Regions from separate parts of the Zea mays genome. Here region 2 is linked to region 1. A link is a contact called in public Hi-C data. All regions are on one chromosome and are shown on one strand. Each heading gives the region's core, a stretch centred on a gene start, on an enhancer-like site or on the middle of the called end of the contact. The rest is flanking DNA. Distances are from core to core; before and after follow the strand shown.

Region 1 (2,714 bases), core at 101-2,600:
TCCCGACGAAGGATTCCCGTGGGAAGTGCGAGAGCGATTTGGGGATGGGGCCGTTGAGGTTGTTGTCGGAGACATCGAAGGAGCCGAGACCCGCGATGCTGATGCTGGGAATGCTCCCGGAGAGGCGGTTGCCGTCGAGCCTGAGCACGCGTAGCGCGGTGAGGCTGTTGAGCGTGAAGGGGATGGGACCCGACAAGTAGGAGAGGACCAGGCGCTCGAGGCCGCCGAGCCTCTGGATTCCCGGCGGGATGGGGCCGGACAGCAGGTTGTGCTGCAGGAACAACGCCTTGAGGCCCGGCAGCTGGAGCACGTTGTTGGGGATGGTCCCGAGGACGCGGTTGGAGCAGAGCGAAAGCGCGCGGAGGTTGGTGAGCCGGCCGAGCGCGGTGGGCGGGCGGGATGCGAGGAGCGCCATCGAAGGAAGGAGGAATCGAGCGCGGCGGGCGAGCGGGATGCGAGGAGCGCTCGAAGGAAGGAGTGCGACGAAACCGTGGTCGAGCGGCGGCGGTGGGGAGGAGGGTGAGGGATTCACGGGCGTTGGGGAGGAGGGTGGGGATCCGCGGGCGAGGCGGGAGCCGGCAGAATGTGCACCAGTGGACGCCTACAGTACATACTTAATTAGTAGTAAAGATTCGGGGTCGGCTGATCCGACAACCCTCTAAATTCGCCTCTGAATATAGTGTTTTTGAAACTTCCTTTGAGGAGCTTCGTAATTTTTTTGAAGATGGTCTCTAGTTTATTTTTTAAAAGCTAGAACTTTAGACCTATTTAGATAGAAAAAACTAAAGTATACCTAAACTTTTTAAAGTGAAACCCTTCCAAAGAGTTCCTAACTATAGGCTCTAAGGCTATCCGCACTCATACTACTCTAAATTTCTACCCTAAAAAGAATATTCTGTCCTGGTCAGCAAAATTCTTTACTCTATATCACAATCCTCCGCACTCATGTTTACTCTATACCATATATTCTATTATTTCTCTCTCCTGGTGCCCCGCCTCGGGTCCCACAACCTTTGCTGCCTCCGGCCCCGCCTCTCTCCTGGTGCACGGAGCAGACGTATGCAGTAGACGTTGCTGCAACTCTACATTTAAGGTTTCCGGTTTGCTTGCTTGCCTTAGCGTACCGGTCCCAGTACACGGCTGCAGCACTCACGTTAACTCTATCCGCATAGCGTTCCGGTTCTAGTCATTCACTGCGGCTAGCCTAAGAGCTAATGCAAATACTAATTCGCGCCGGATGAGTACACAATTTATTTATAATAACAGAAAAAAAACAAGGAAAAAAAAATCTGTTCGCCTCCTTCCATGGATCGCGTGGGTAAAAACAAGATGGTGTCGTGGTAAAATGCGACGTCGGGAAGATGTTGTAGGAGACGAAGATTCTATTCGCCTCCCTTTCTCGCCCCTCCTCTGCTACTAGCCTACTACTACTTCAGTTCTCGCCTTCTCTGCTCTCACCGGACTCCCTCCTTCTCTCTCTCTCTCTCTCTCTCTCTCTCGATACTACCCCCTCCGCTCCCCTCCAAGCCTCTCCTTTTTCCACCCTCGGAGGCGCCGACGTCCTCCGACTTCCAGGGCGGCGCCGAGCAACAACTACTACCTGGTCACCCAGCCAAAAGGGGATTCCTTTTCGGTGCGCTCTCCGATCGATTGATGAGCGGCGGGCGGCAGCGATGAGGGCGGATCTCAGCACCATCCAGCAGACGCTCACGCCGGAGGCGGCGGCGGCGCTGGCGCGGGCCATCGACGAGGCCGCGCGGAGGAGGCACGGCCAGACCACGCCGCTCCACGTCGCCGCCGCGCTGCTCGCCGCGCCGGCCGGTCTGCTGCGCCAGGCGTGCGCTCGCGCGGCCGCCACCGGTGCTGGACCTGGCGCCGCTGGTGGCGCCGGCGGCGCTCACCCGCTGCAGTGCCGCGCCCTCGAGCTCTGCTTCTCCGTCGCCCTCGACAGGCTGCCGGCCGCGGCCGCGGCCTCGGCAGCGGCGCATGCGTCGGGGCCGCCCGTGTCGAACGCGCTCGTTGCGGCGCTCAAGCGCGCGCAGGCGCAGCAGCGCCGGGGGTGCCCCGAGGCCGCGCAGCAGCCGCTGCTCGCCGTCAAGGTCGAGCTCGAGCAGCTCGTCCTCTCCATCCTCGATGACCCGTCAGTCAGCCGCGTCATGCGCGAGGCCTCCTTCTCGTCCGCAGCCGTCAAGACCACCATCGAGCAGTCGCTCCCGTCGCCCTCCGCCGCCGCCGTCGTGTCCACCCCGACTGTCGCCGCGACTACGCCTGTGGCCCCGTCCCCCTCTCCGTTCCCGCGAGTCGGCCCAACCAACGCCTACATCAACCCTCGCCTCGCTGCCGCCGCAGGCGTTGGCGGCGGCAGGGACGACGTACGCAAGGTGCTCGACGTCATGCTCAAGCCGGCGCGCCGCAACCCGGTGCTGGTCGGCGACGCCGGGCCAGATGCGGTGCTGAGGGAGGCGGTACGCAGGATCCCGACGTCTGACTCCCATGCTCTCGCCGGAGCGAAGGTCTTGCCGCTCGAGGCGGACCTCGCCAAGCTCGCCGGCGACAAGGCCGCCATGGCGGCGAGGATCGGGGACCTGGGCGCGATGGTCCAGAGGATCCTCGCTGACCACGGCGCCGTGGTCCTTGATCTTGGCGATCTCAAGTGGCTGGTGGACGGGCCGGCGGCAGCAGCGTCAGAGGGGGGCAAGGCGGTGGTGTCGGAG
Region 2 (2,700 bases), core at 64-2,563, 110 kb before region 1:
TAATACCTCTAGCCTAGTGACTCTGTTTCACTAATTTAAGCAAAATGATTTGTCCTCATCAGGAGTAAACTATCCATGTTTCCCCTGTGCAACACGATAGTTGTTTATTGTTGTCAACCAAAGGATCATCATACCATGTCGTGCATGTCTTGTAAAATGTTCTATCAAATTTGAGTAATTTGAGCTTTAGTTACAGAAAGTGTAGTAATTCGAGCTAAGTCTAAGATTAACTAGCTAATATAATGATTTTTTAATAACTGATATACATTTGCTATGTGTTTCAATCTACACGAGGATCTAACATGTGTGTTATATCTCTTGTAGGGTCCGGGTTCACGTCGAACTAAAGAAAACAATACGAACCTGTGGACCATTTGTTCAGCGCGAGTAGCGGGCCTTCCAATGATTCACCTCTATAGTGACCAATATTTGGACTATGTTTAGACTTGTGGACCAATTTGTTTGGACTTGTATGTTTGGCCGATATATGTGATGTACTCAATAAATTGTTGTGTGTGATACTGTGTTTGTTGTTGTATGCCTATTATGGAGGCTTCCCATCCGGGGAGCGAGCCAGAATAAGTATTATATATATTTTAAAAAGAATAAACTAAGAGCGTAGGTTAGTCGACGTACTTAAGCCACGTAGGATAAGCACGTTGATTACTCGACATATTTAACGCCACGTGACATGTCCAGCCTACCCGACGTATCTGCCATGTGGTCTACTTAAGAACATGGGTCTATGCTGGCTGACGTACTTAAAGCCTACATGTCATATCTAACATGTCTGGGACATCTGCCACATGGCGGACAAGTAAGTATGTCGGCCTGCGCTAGCTGACAACGTATATTACGACCAACCCCTTCCCCCACATAATATAACCCATATATATATATATATTATATATATATATGTAAACTGGAATGTACACACATGCAGGCATCCAAGAGAGCTATGAATTCGGTAGCGAGAGAAAAATAAAGAAAATCCATCGCGCTCGCGCCATATGCAAAGACCCGTGCATGCGTCGTTTCCACGCCGGCAGTTGGATGACAAGCCCCCCCCCCCCCCCCCCCCCCCCCCCCCCCCGATATCGGTGGTAACTGAAACCCTTTCCCACGTGGTACGGTGGTATAAGTATAAGGCAAGGGACCTTTCTCTTCGTTCCCTGCATGTTGTCGCCACACTGGCCGGTGTCATGTTTGGTCGGCCTGCTCAATTTTTCCTGTGTGGAAACCGCGTGGGGACTGGGGAGACGGCGGGGATGGCAGGACAGCAGGAAAGGCGCGCGCGTCGTACGTGTGTGCTCGCTGGCAGAAAACGGGTTTTGGCGGGCACCAGCAGCAATATACGTGCAGTGGTGGCGTGCAGCCTCCGACGGCGACGCCGACCTGCTGCTGCTAGCTTGACCTCGCCCGGCCCGGACTAGACCAATGCCGTACTATAGCAGATATATACGCGTGCGCCTGCCTAATTGCAACCACTCTCCTTCCTTCTTGACTCTCTTGGGGTGAAGGCTGCTCCACGTTGCGGTTGATATCTCTCGACGGTCGATATTGATCGACATAGATGTAGCGGCGAGAGGTTCACTCGGCCTGTCGCCTGTATTGCCACGGTGAGACCGGTGGGTTCGAGTAGTGGTTGTTACCTTCTTTAGGGTCTCGAACTGTTATGTAGATGTAGATGTGTTATCGCATGTTTCGCGGTAAAGTACAATCGTCGTCCCACTGTTGACGACCTTAGGCATATATTAATTAAGTAATGCAATTTTTTATTCCTATTATGAACTACAATATTTTCATTTACTTATTTATGTGTTCAATGATTTTTTCCTTCAATAAAACATCGCAATTGATTAATTTGCAACAAAAATCTGCAAAAGAAAATTTGACGTGGCGCTAAAATGGTTGTAGGCTAACAGTAAAGTTTGGTCACTGTAATGTTCTGATAGTTCTGTTAGATAAGAGCTTATGATGGTAGATATAGACTGATCGATAGTGACGTGGCTTGCTAGGAATGAAAATAACCTAAATATGTTAGGGAAGACCGTGCCAGAAGACTAAAGGCATGTTTAGTGTGGTGCCTACGCCGCCACACCGTGCCACACTTTTCAAGCCGCGGGTGTGGCAACCGATTTGGCTGCCGCGGGTTAGACGCGGTGTGGCCGCGTAGGCACCACACCAAACATGCCCTAAGGTCTGCTTTAAAATGTGGGATTTTTCCGTTTCAACGTTTTTGTTGTGAAAAATAAACTAACTTTTTTACAAATTTTCTATATAAATTTCTGTTGCCTAAATAAATTAAGTAGTGGTTTAATTGTACTGCTGTACAAAGCGTGTGCTTGATTTTGGCACCTAATGTATTGGTTAGACTTAACCTTGTTTTTTTAATGAGTTTAATCCGTTTCATGTTTGGTTTAGAGGATTATGTTCATTGTCCTAGTTTTCTGGTTTAGATGAAGGGATAAGTGTCAAAGAATGTTTAAAAGGGTTGGGCAGGAGAGACACGAGGGTTTTAGATAGGTTAGGGCTACGGGTGAAAATGGCGGATACTTATTCGGGTTTGATCTTTTTTTTTTGATTGTGAATAAAATAGAATAAAATCCGATATATAAATTTATATCCTTATTTTTAGCATTGAGCTTGTAAAGTTTCGTAAAAAGTAAACCTTAAATTTATCATATATCTTCTCAAATG

What was found. Hi-C and Micro-C count contacts between places; a contact is called where the count stands out from the background.
Region 2: a Hi-C map of leaf shows a contact between it and region 1, with 2.5 times the contacts expected there. The contact joins the enhancer-like site here to the promoter of LOC103653403 in region 1. A contact is called at or near these places in 10 of 25 Hi-C or Micro-C datasets (bundle sheath, ear, leaf and 3 more) and 1 of 3 datasets of contacts at active chromatin or transcription factors (seedling).

The regions. Positions count from the first base shown.
Region 1 is chr4:74,966,290-74,969,003 of Zm-B73-REFERENCE-NAM-5.0, reverse strand. LOC103653403 (Protein SUPPRESSOR OF MAX2 1) reads left to right here and starts at 1,350. Exons shown (of 3, transcript XM_008680320.4): 1 at 1,350-2,714. The coding sequence starts at 1,674. It also overlaps the pseudogene LOC103655348.
Region 2 is chr4:75,078,359-75,081,058 of Zm-B73-REFERENCE-NAM-5.0, reverse strand. No RefSeq gene overlaps it. Among protein-coding and RNA genes, the nearest start is that of LOC100304412, 67 kb to the left of the region's middle. Within about 2 kb of position 1,313, at least 18 of the 20 cell types and tissues checked have an H3K27ac peak or open chromatin away from gene starts, as enhancers often do. A contact at or near this core is called in bundle sheath, ear, leaf and 3 more, where this site is marked.